Linked DNA regions of Xenopus laevis: region 2 is linked to region 1. A link is a contact called in public Hi-C data. All regions are on one chromosome and are shown on one strand. The core of a region is the stretch at or near the end of the contact, and the rest is flanking DNA. Distances in the headings are between cores, read along the strand shown. Region 1 holds the start of LOC108702015 (fibrinogen-like protein 1-like protein). Region 2 has its middle 20 kb from the start of mras.L.

Evidence for each region. Hi-C and Micro-C count contacts between places; a contact is called where the count stands out from the background.
Region 2: a contact with region 1 is called in a Hi-C map of the XTC cell line, with 6 times the contacts expected there. The contact joins the enhancer-like site here to the promoter of LOC108702015 in region 1. A contact is called at or near these places in 2 of 4 Hi-C or Micro-C datasets (the XL177 cell line and the XTC cell line).

Annotation. Positions count from the first base shown.
Region 1 is chr9_10L:57,862,713-57,868,959 of Xenopus_laevis_v10.1, reverse strand. LOC108702015 (fibrinogen-like protein 1-like protein) reads right to left here and starts at 2,249. Exons shown (of 3, transcript XM_018237018.2): 1 at 2,114-2,249; 2 at 1,560-1,738; 3 at 341-1,275. The coding sequence starts at 2,121. The coding sequence ends at 575.
Region 2 is chr9_10L:57,932,973-57,939,219 of Xenopus_laevis_v10.1, reverse strand. No RefSeq gene overlaps it. Among protein-coding and RNA genes, the nearest start is that of mras.L, 20 kb to the right of the region's middle. Within about 2 kb of position 3,454, at least 1 of the 7 cell types and tissues checked has an H3K27ac peak or open chromatin away from gene starts, as enhancers often do.

The DNA.
Region 1 (6,247 bases), core at 1,000-3,499:
AAGTTTGCTTACTGAAGAAGACATAGTATATGTCATACATAGATGCTTATATACAGACTGAACAAAAGAAAAGCTAGATTCTTACACTGACAGAGAAAGCCACTAACTAAAGAACTGATTAGTATTTGGGGTCCCTATATAGACTGAGGTCACTAACCGAAGAAGACATTTGGATCTCTACATTGACAGATTAGTTCACTAACTGAATGTCCATGTGTATCTGGGGTCCCTATATAGAGAAGATTGCTAATGGAAGAAATTGTTACATTATCAGAGAAGGCCACTAATGGAAGATGACCTGAGTATCTTGGATACCTACACTGTGAGAGAGAGAGAGAGAGAGAGAGAGAGGCTTGTGATGCTAGAGATGAGATGCTAGAAGAGAGATGTTAGAAGACATGAGTAACCCGGATCCCTACATAGACAGATAAAGTAATTCATGAGTATCTGGGGTCCCTATATAGACTGAGAAGGTCACTTATTGAAGAAACTATGGGTCCCTACATTGACAGAGAAGGACACTAATTAAAGATGGCATGAGTATCTGATGACCTCAAATGGACTGAGATTGCCCCTAACTCTTTTGATGAACTGGAAGGTGGACACCAGGCCCTGGCAGTGGAGTAGGAGAGCAGTTCTTCTTACTGGGTTTAATCATAATACTAGAAGAGGCGCAGTGATTGTGTTCATCACACAGACCTCTCCAATATATAAAGTCATCACTGTTGAACAGAGAAGAACCACAGTTGTCAAACCACCAGCCTCCCTCATGCTCCAGTGCACAGTTATTTTTCCATCGATCATTGTCTTTGTCTTCGGTGGAAAACATCATGTTGTCATGCATGCCTGTCTCATTCATGGCTGTCAGTACATCCCCTGCATCCCCGGAATAGTCACCCAGTCTCAGTGTATAATTTTTAGCCTCACTGTCCAGCCTAAAACTGGAGTAATCTGCATGATGCTTATTGTTATGAGCATCAACAACACTGAACCTGACTGTAAATGTGTTCTGCCTTGTGAGGAGGTAAATCATTTCATTGCCCAACCAGTGATCTGCCATCAGATTACCAAACCCTTGTTTGTACTCGCTCCAGTCAGGGGATCCAAAGAGGCTCTTCTGCAAAGTGTTCTTCTGCAGGACTGTCCAGCCTTCACCATCAGAGCTCATGTCACAATATACTGCCATTGGGAGTGAATTTTTAGGGTGGATCACATACAGGCCACTCTGACTCCTCTTGTTTAAGAAAGCTGCCTGGCAGTCCTTTGCCAAAAGTTCTGGGAAACAGTTAATGTCACAGGAATTAGAAGGTTAAGTGTATTAGAACCACTACAATTGGGATTTGAGGCTCATGTCAAACATTTTAATTGGGTTTACTGGACAATTTTAAATGATATGGATAAGTATTAATTATGCACATTTTAGCAATAACGTATTTATAGAAAGAGCGAGGACATAAGAGAATACAATTAAAAACTTTCATGAATGTGTGTTGAGCTACAACTCCCAGGAGAAGGCCACAGATGGCATATCATGCCCACTCAGCTAAGTAGATACTCACCCAAGTAAACCCCATCATCGGGAACATTAATGAACTCCTGCAGTTTCGTCTCTGTCAGCATGTGTCGATTAGCCAGGCGATCGTACAGTTCCTCGCGGGATACATGATGAAGGATGCTTGTGACCGAAACCACAAAAGTCAGTGTGAGCACTAAGCTCATTAACAGAGGATTCACCATCCTGTGCAAGAGACAGCAGACTATTATTATAATGTGTGCCAGGAAGAAATGTGTGCATATAGAGCTGATTTGCCCAGCCTCTGGCACTCAAGCTGTTATTAAGCAACTACTCCCTGCACACTATACCAGAGGCTTTTGTAGCTGGGTTTAAGCTCCCCTTGTAGTCAGCCCTATGTATTTCATAACAAGGTTACATGTACAGGCACCCTGCTATAACTTCAGTAGCATCCAGCACAGAAAATACACTTTTACCCCAAATCTCACCAATTGACCCAGGCTGAGCTTGATCCACAAAGGTAGGTTGCGTTATCACAATGGAAATTAGAGATTGTGCTTCCACCCTGGATTAATTCTAGTCCTTTGACATTAGACTTACCTGCACATTTTGCTCTAGTGGGAGACCAAGACAGGACCCAGCGACTGGTGATAGAATACTCTTCCCTCACCTACAGCTATTAAGATTTAACCAGCTGCAGTTCTAGCTGCTTTATACTTTGGAGGAAGGGCCAATCCTGTTTAGGTGTGGATCCAGTTGATACTTATATGACTAAATTGCAGTATCTCCATGTCCAGCAGTGTCGGAGGTAGGAAGTGTCATGGTGCCAATTCCAACAGATTGTACATGGGAAGTCAACATTTTAATATTTGGCCACCCAGGTAATAAAGTCCATTATAATACAATAAAGATAAAGAGATATCCCTGATTCACGGGTTTACACTGACATCACTGGTGCAATAAGTAAATACGCCTACTGGACATGAATGCCTTAACGTGAAATGACAAGAACCATAACTATTTCACAGTATTTTTCTTCCTGAGAAACAAAAGGCAACTCATGTGGCTGTCCCAGAGGCCGCATTTTATTTGTCCTGTAAGGCAGTGCTGTCCAACTTCTGTGGTACCAAGGGCAGGGATATCACTCATATGTGAAAAAAGTTGTTATATTAAGACATACCCTTAAAACCATAGACCTCATCCTCCCCTGTGGATAACACAGCACCCCCCCCCCCAGCACATGATTAAATACCTTAGGGGCCCCTAACAGCTAACAAACCCCCAGAACAAACATCTACCAGACTTATGTTCCAAAGGCAGACAGCGTCGGACTGGCCCACAGGGATACCAGGAAAAGTCCTGGTGGGCCCAGGTGTCAGTGGGCCCTCATGCTGCTAAACATTTGGCCTATTTCATGACCATTCCCTATTTTTATAAGAACAACAAATCTAAATAGATGGAAAAATAGAGTATAGTATGTAAAGAAAAGAGACGAGGAGAGGAAGAAAAATAGTACTAAGAGTAGGCCCCTGACCTAAGATTAATTGGTGGGCCCCATGTCTATGGTTTTTGGGTGGGCCCCTGGTGTCCCAGTCCGACACTGAAGGCAGAGCAGAGCATACACAGGCAGAGTATGGCACACACAGGAAGTATAGGGAAGGCAGAACAGAGCAGGTGACAGAGAAACCTATTGGGACCACTCTGAGATGTGCTACATACAGTGCTGGTGCCCCTCCAGCAGTTTGTACGAGTGTGAGCTGGTGAATAATGTGGGTACTTTCAGTCTGAGGTATGAACAGTACAGGGCTTTAAGGTGTGAACATTAGAGCTGTTACAGGTGTGAACAATGCAAGGGGGATTACAGGTGTGACTACAGGAGTTTATAGTCTGAATTTGAGGCGTAGACAATGCACGGGCCAGTTAATCTCTTTACTGATATTACACAAAATAAGCAGACACAGCAGGCAGACTTTTATGTGAGGGCAACACAAGGGGGGGCACAGACTGCCATTTGGACAGCACTGCTTTAAGGTATTGCTATTTGTGCCACAGGAGGCATGTGAAAATGTTCTATTGTAAAAAGGGTTTAGTTGAATTTGTTGAACAGCGGTGTTTTTTTTTTATCTCCTTTTATGCCATGTCATCCCAGCCTCTCTTATTCTCCTATTCAGCCCTTGGTTTGATCCCATTCTTTTCCCTGCTTTTAAACTGTTCTTAATCCAAATGTGCAGTTAGGGTGTGTGGCTTTCACCTTGGTGAAAGAGCCGGGAGCCCCCATATATAAAAGAAAAGAATAGTAAGAATATAATTGCCACGTTGCTTTGTCCTAATGCTGTTCCTGGGCTCCAGCTCCTTGTACACATATTAACAAAACCGGATGTTATGCTACATTTGGATGTTGTACATTGTTACAGATATTTCCTGTGTTCTAAATTACTATAGTGTGTGACTATTGCCAGATAAACCGACACTGGCATAAAACTGCAAAATGCCCAGTGTGGGTATCAGCCATGGGTGCAATGAGAGAACTTCCTATAATTGGAGTCAACCCTCTTGAATTTATTACCCCAGTAGGGGTAGATTTGAGAGCCAGTAGTGATGTGCGGGCTGGCCCAAAACCCATGGGACCCGCAGGTTCAGGCAGGCTCCTGCACAAAGTCTTGGGGTAGTGGGCAGGTCCGGGTTGAGCTCTTCTTCTACTTCTATCACTGCTGGCCTCCGGCACCTAAATTTATAGACTTGCGTCGCCCTTTTTGTGACATCACTGTGGGGTGGGCTGGGCACGGGTCTATAGGGAATGGTGGGCCGGGGGTGTGGGGGGGGCAGCAGATGTGATCTATTTGGATTTTGCCAAAGCGTTTGATACTGTGACCCACAAACGACTGCTTTCTAAACTAAGGTCTGTTGGGCTTAATGAAGTCGTTTGCACATGGATAGGAAACTGGCTACAGGATCGGTGTACAAAGGGTGGTTGTTAATGGGACATTCTCTACTTGGAGTAAGGTTCTTAGTGGGGTCCCCCAGGGCTCAGTCTTGGGTCCACTTTTATTTAACTTGTTCATTAATGACTTAAGGGAGGGTGTTGTAAGTAATGTATCACTGTTTGCAGATGAAACAAAATTATCCAGCCCAATTAATTCCATCCAGGATGTGGCATCCTTGCAACAGGATCTTGACAAACTGGCAATCTGGGCAGCTAAGTGGCAAATGAGATTCAATGTTGATAAATGTAAAGTCATGCACCTGGGATGTAAAAATATCCAAGCCACTTATACCCTTAATGGGACTGCACTAGGCAAATCCATTATGGAAAAGGACCTTGGAGTCCTTGTAGATGATAAACTTGGCTGTAGCAAGCAATGCCAGTCAGCAGCATCAAGGGCAAATAAGGTCTTGAGCTGTATTAAAAGGGGCATAGAGTCAAGGGAGGAGGGGGTCATTCTTCCACTGTATAGAGCACTTGTAAGGCCCCATCTAGAATATGCCATACAGTTTTGGTCTCCATCATTCAAACAGGACATTATTGTATTAGAGAGGGTACAGAGAAGGGCAACTAAGCTGGTGAAAGGTATTGAAAATCTTAGCTATGAGGAAAGACTGGCCAAATTGGTGGTGTTCACGCTGGAGAAGAGGCGCGTGATGTGATAACTATGTATAAATATATAAGGGGATCATATAATAATCTCTCTAATGCTTTATTTACCAGTAGGTCTTTCCAGCTGACACGAGGTCATCCATTCCGATTAGAAGAAAAGAGGTTCCGCCTAAATATTCGGAAGGGGTTTTTTACAGTGAGAGCTGTGGAATTCTCTCCCTGAATCAGTTGTACAGGCTGATACATTACATAGTTTTAACAAGGGGCTGGATGGCTTTTTCGCAAGTGAGGGAATACAGGGTTATGGGAAATAGCTCATAGTACAAGTTGATCCAGGGACTAGTCCGATTGCCATTTTGGAGTCAGGAAGGAATTTTTTCTCCCTCTGAGGCAAATTGGTGAGGCTTCAGATGGGTTTTTTTTGCCTTCCTCTGGATCAACTGGCAGTTAGGCAGATATATAAAAAAAAAAAAAAAAAAAAGGTGAACTTGATGGACGTGTGTCTTTTTTCTACCTTACTTACTATGTTACTATATGTTGCTATGTAGTTGCATACCCAGGTTTTTTGGTTGTGGTCCCTCTGAAGGTGCATAGTATTTTCCTTAGTGTGAGTTCAGATTTCTGCAACAAAACCGTGCTACTGAACTCCATCCGCCAGTGGGTCACTCACCTGCTTTACTGAGCCACATATACCAGATTAATCCATATGGGAAACATTCACCCATGGGTAGGCTCTGCTAACTCACAAACTGTTACACTGCTTTTGATAAAGCTGCAATAGTGATGAAATGTAAGTTATGTAGTAGTTAAACTACAGCTAACTATGTGACTAAGAAACGGTTTATAAGGCCACATGGTACTATACAGACTGTGTGGGAGTTCCCATTGTCTGGAGTGGACATACATGGGCCGATAAAAGCTACCAAAAGACCAAGTGGTCCCTAGGGCTCACAAATGGATCAGACGAACATCACCCAGTGGCCATATTGGGGCAAGATCTGCTCATTTGGCAACCTCTCCACTCCAGACAATGGGGACTCACAGTCTGTATAGTAAGAGTAGGCCTTATAAGCAGTTTCTTGGTTTACATAACTTCCATTTCATCACTGTGGCAGCTTTGTCAAAAGCAGTGTAACAGT
Region 2 (6,247 bases), core at 2,205-4,704, 69 kb before region 1:
ACCATCTCTGCTATTCCGGAAGTCTTCTCTAGATGAGGAACCCCTGGTCTGAAGTAGATACCTGGGTAGCTTAGAAGGACAACACCTGTAAGGAAAAAGGTGCAGCCAAATGGAATGCTGATGATAGATTTCTGGCACTTGTACTTCCATCACTCTCCAGAGCTATTTGAAGCACAACCAAGCAGAGCTGTTTCAGCACCGAACAGGAGCGATCGCCTTCCCAACTCTGCTATTCTGGAATTCACATTTAGATTTGGAACCTCTGGCCTGAAGTAGATACCTGGGTAGCTTAGAAGGACAACCCCTGTAAGGAAAAAGGTGCAGCCAAATGGAAGGCTGATGATGGACTTCAGGCACTTGTCCTTCCATCCCTCTCCAGAGCTATTTGAAGCACAAACAACCAGAGCTGTATCGGCACCGAGTTTATAACAGAGGTGGAAATCGAACCAATGACTTTCCCAACTAGGAGCACGCGCCTTAACAATTCTGCTATTACGGAAGACTCTGTTAGATGAGAAACCCCTGGCATGAAGTAGAAACCTGGGTAGCTTACAAGGACAACTCCTTTAAGGAAAAAGGTGCAGCCAAAGGAAAGGCTGATGATGGACTTCTGGCACTTGTCCATTCATCACTCTACAGAGCTATTTGAAGCACAAACAACCAAAGCTGTTTTGGCACCAAGTTTTTGGCAGCAGCGGGAATCGAACCAATGACCTTCCCGACCAGGGGTGCATGCCTTACCAACTCTGCTATTCCGAAAGTCTTTTTCAGACAGTGAACCACTGGCCTGAAGTAGATACCTGGGTAGCTTAGAAGGACGACCGCTGTAAGGAAAAAGGTGCAGCCAAACGGAAGGCTGATTATGGACTTCTGGCAGTTGTCCTTCCATGACTCTCCAGAGCTATTTGAAGCACAACCAACCAGAGCTGTTTTGGCACAGGTGGGAATTGAACCAACGATCTTCCCAACCAGGGGCACGTGCTTTAACAACTCTGATATTCTGGAAGTCTCCTTTAGATGGGAAACCCCTGGCATGAAGTAGATACCTGGGTAGCTTAGAAGGACAATTCCTTTAAGGAAAAAGGTGCAGCCAAATGGAAGGCTGACGATGGACTTCTGGCACTTGTCCTTCCATCACTCTCCAGAGCTATATGAAGCACAACAAACCAGAGCTGTTTGTGCACTGAGTTTTTGGCAGAGGTGGGAATAGAACCAACCACCTTCCCGACCAAATTTGGAACTACAATCAAAGACCACTCTAATCTGACCTGGTTTCTTTGGGTGGTATACCCCAAATATTGGTAGGTACCAGCACTCCTCTGAGTCTTTGAGGATGGGTGCTATCTCTGCATGGCTATTTTCAAATAGCCATGCAGAAAAGAAGGGATCTCTCATGTCTGGTTTTCTTTGAAAGTTGCGTCTGAGAGAAGAGAAACATTTAAGGGTGTTGTCTCTGAGGCATGAAGGGTAGAGTGGCCACCCAACTGTTAGAATCGTTTTTAACTAGTTCTTGTTCCATTATTTTTAGAAAGAGTTTATCCTCAATAGACATTGCCAATTGGTTATCCTCTATTGTTCTCTGGAACACTGTGCATCCCAAATGAGCTTGATCACCGTCACAGGTGAGATTATCATCAGAAATGTTTGGGGGGGGTGTAAGTGCATTATATGTTTCAAGTGTGCATGCTGCTTAGCTACGTCCTGTTATATTTTTATGGTATTTCTCTTTACAGGCTGTTCCTGCTTCATTTTGCTTAGTACAGGTGAATATCTCTGCTGGATTTATGGTATTTCTGGATGTTTCTGGCCTGCTATATTGTGCTTGCTGACATAGTTTTACAGTATGTTATATCTTCAGAACTGCAGGACAAAAAAGACCATTTTCATAATGTATTTGGACAGAATTGTCTCAATTTTTAAGTTCTGGTGCATGACATGTGCTGGTATGTTGCTGTAGGGTTATGCGTGTGATACAATGACCTTTATAAATTAGTTGGTTATAATTTTAACTTTATTTTTCACTGATAAAGTAAAAACTTTTTTTATGGCTGATGGCACAGATTTATTTCCCCCAGTGCATAAGAAACATTGGTGGCTTATGAGTTAAAGGTTCATGTTGGATTCAGAGTCTGAGCTGGCACTGATGGTAGAGGGTTACAGTTACATGTAGAGATATGAGACATATTATTAGAAAGACTGTGAACATTGAGACTTTTTAAGGATTGAAAGATGTTTTCCCCTTTCTGTGTTTCTGCCATTTCATGGTCCGACACATGAGCCAGAATAGTTCAAAAGGTACAGAGGAAAAGGACCGACACCACAGAATAAATGGCACACTCCCAGGAGCTCAGTTATACAGCGGGCATCAAAGCTCCGCACTGGATCAGCGGGAAGATCTGAGGAGCTGGTGTTACTAACCATTATCTGTCATCTCAGTTCCTTTGAGGTTGATTATAAAGTTTTAAGAATCATAGATAAAGTAGGTGCTAGTGCCAGTAATGTCTGCCCTTCTATGGAGAACAACTGAGAGAAGGAAGAAAATGGGCACAAAATGAGATCAGACCAGCCACTTCGGGCCTCCACTTTGTTATATCTGGGTTCAGTAATAAAAGCATAAGGGAATGTTAGCAAATAGCCAGTCACACCCTTCACTATATAGTCTTGTGTTTCAGAATTTAACAGCAACCAAAAATGGGGAAATCTATTGACCCAACACAAACCATCAAACATCATATAGTGAGGCTACCACAATCCCTCACCCAGGAAAATTCCTTTCTGACATGTAGTGTTCCATCTCCTCTGCTCAATAGTGGCACTAACTGTGAAAGCAAATACCAAACACTCGACCTGGAGTTAAAAATAGGGGCTATCCTGGCAAAACTGAGATGTATGGGAGCCCTACACTTTATGAAAAGATTTGTATATCCCATATATACTGTATATGAATGCTGCTCTTAATTCTTCTAGTCACTAGGTGGCAGTGTCTGACAAAAATTAGAGATTTACAGAAGCATTAAAATTGTGATAGCTATCTGTGACTCATAATGATGGCATCACGTACAGTGTATGAGAGAGCCGATTATTCTATGTACCATATATTTGCCTCTGGCTGTGCAGTTGCATTTTTTAGGACAAATTATTCCAAATAAATGTGCCCCCTTTATTACCTTAAAATAATGTACTGTTGCATTTACAGACCGAAGGGGTACAAGTTGCACAGACATGAATTATGTTATCTGCTCCCTCACATGCCTTTTAGTTTGCAGATTAGGACACAGATGCAAACAGTGCCGGGCCAGGCCAGACGGGTGCAGTAGACAAAGCTACCGGCCACGTCGGCCCCAGCCGCAGCAGTGCGCAACCAAGTGCGTAACCGTGCGCAACTGTGGACGCGCGTGCGCAACGGAGGACGCGCGTGCGTAACCGTGCGCAACGGGGGACGCGCGTGCGTAATCGTGCGTAACCGGGGACGCGCGTGCGCAAAAAGCGCGCAACCAAGGACGCACATGAGCAACCGCGCAGAGCCACGTGCGGTTGTGCGCAAAGCAATTTGACTAAAGAGAGCGCACCCACTTTTCACTGAGGTAACAATTGCCGGACTAATTCCTAGTGGGTAGAAGTTCTGCAGCACAAACAGATAAAGTTAGATTTTGGGATGGAAAAGTCCTAAGGTCCTTGTAAGCTATTTTTCTACCTTGCACACTTTCATAAATACCCTGTGAAACCTTCTCGTTACTCAGCTGAAATGAGAGCAACTTTCTGATAGGCACAGACTTTACCAGTATGAGGATAGGTGGAGCTAAAGCATTTTTAGTGGTCTTATAAACAGCAGTTTTTACTCTTTGAGATGGTTTGCTATTTCAATTTTTTGGTTCTGCATTTTTTTTAAAGGTATATTCACTTCAAGCCCCCTGTTTGAGGTCCAATGCTTGCTCATGTCCCTTTTGCTTCTCTTTGTTATTGTTTCTCTCCTGTTGGCTCAGCAATGTTCCTGTGACAGATATAGCTGCTGTTTCACCTTGTGAGGCTTACCATATCAATAAATAATGAATCTCACCAGAGATGCATCACATACCTCCCAACATTTTGGAAATAAAAATAGGAGCAAAAAAGTATGCGCACGTAGCATGGAGAGCATTTTTTGACTTGCCCATTTTCGTGGCCACATCCCCTAATTACCATTTGACAAAAAAGGTTATAAAAGTTTGAACATATTTCTGTGGTTTTTTTTCAGTTATTATAGTTTGCTAATAAAGGTGACTTGCCCTTTATCCTGTGAGTCTAACTTTTCCCAAGGGAATATTGTTACAAGTATTTATTTGCTTATCCAGATTGTTTACCTAGATACATTTGAATCGTTACAAATGTATCATCTTCTGTTGTGACTGTTCTGGGCTCTCTGCCAAAAGCCAATTAAGTTTGAAACTTTGTTTCTTTTTCTGGCTGTTGCAGTGCATAGAAAAACAGGGCTTTCAAGTACAAATGAGGGACTGCAGGTTGAGCTGTCAAAAGAGGGACTGTCCCTCAAAAAACAGGACAGTTGGGAGGTATGGCATCATAAATAGATGTTAAATAAATATATATATTTATGCACTCGGGGTATTGGCAGGGAATATCCCACCATTATGCAAATGGTAAATGGTTTTACTGGAATTAATTCCCATTAACTTTAATAAAAAGGCATTTTAAGCATTTTGTTGCCTGAGCTGGAGACAACTGGTGAAAGACAACAAATGATTGGAGAGATCAGAAAGTTACTTTATAATACATTTATTTTATCCATGACTTGCAGCCTGGAGACCAAGCTACACAGAGTCATTCTCTTGTGATTGTTGGTATTGCTATTGTTGCCATGTGGCTGGCATCATGAATGCCTGATGCCAATGTTTTAATGGGGCAAAACCATATAAGTATAAGAAGTGTGGTCATTTTCCCCCAAAAAATCGACAGACCCAGGTTTCATGGGGATACACCGGTGAGTAGGGGTGCCACCTGGTCGGTATTTTACCGGCCTGGCCTGTAAAAATGATGGTTGAGCTCAATGTTATTAATAGGGAAAAAAGTGAAATATTTAAAGGGATACTGTCATGGGAAAAAAAATTTTTTTCAAAATGAATCAGTTAATAGTGCTGCTCCAGCAGAATTCTGCATTGAAATCCATTTCTCAAAAGAGCAAACAGATTTTTTTATATTCAATTTTGAAATCTGACATGGGGCTAGACATTTTGTCCATTTCCCAGCTGCCCCATGTCATGTGACTTGTGCCTGCACTTCAGGAGAGAAATGCTTTCTGGCAGGCTGCTGTTTTTCCTTCTCAATGCAACTGAATGTGTCCCAGTGGGACATGGGTTTTTACTATTGAGTGTTGTTCTTAGATCTACCAGGCAGCTGTTATCTTGTGTTAGGGAGCTGCTATCTGGTTACCTTCCCATTGTTCTTTTGTTTGGCTGCTGGGGGGGGAAAAGGGAGGGGGTGATATCACTCCAACTTGCAGTACAGCAGTAAAGAGTGATTGAAGTTTATCAGAGCACAAGTCACATGACATGGGGCAGCTGGGAAATTGACAAAATGTCTAGCCCCATGTCAGATTTCAAAATTTAATATAAAAAAATCTGTTTGCTCTTTTGAGAAATGGATTTCAGTGCAGAATTCTGCTGGAGCAGCACTATTAACTGATTCATTTTGGAAAAAAAATTTTTTCCCATGACAGTATCCCTTTAAGAAAGCTGGTATTTTTTTCCACAATAGGTGACAACCCTACCTGTGAGTCATTAATTTTTCCTTGAGTCATGAATGTCTGTAAATCTGTCTAAATCCACAAAAACAATTAGAATAACTTAACCTGAAAATGACAGTCTCCTCCCATGTTCTTTGACTACATTTGTGATTAAAGGAGAACTAAACGTTAACCTTGGATTTTAATCAAGAGGCCCCTGCCAAGCTAAGCAGGAGCATGCACACTGGTAGGCAATCTGGTCCTGGCTTCCATTGCACTTGCTCCTGCCTGGCAATTACTTCCACAGAGTCAAACAACGGATGTGATGCAGCCAAACATGGCACCCACCAACCCTGCTTAGCAAATCTGCAATTAGAGCAGGTACTGTGGGAGGACTCTATCAATTAAAAATGGAGGGTAGCAGGTTTATTTAGCCTTTAATATCAAAAGTAAAGTTTTGGTGACCCCCATAGTTGTCCCTGGTCAGTCTGGTCTGATCTATTAAGGATTCCAGTTGAGCACTGTTTTTGA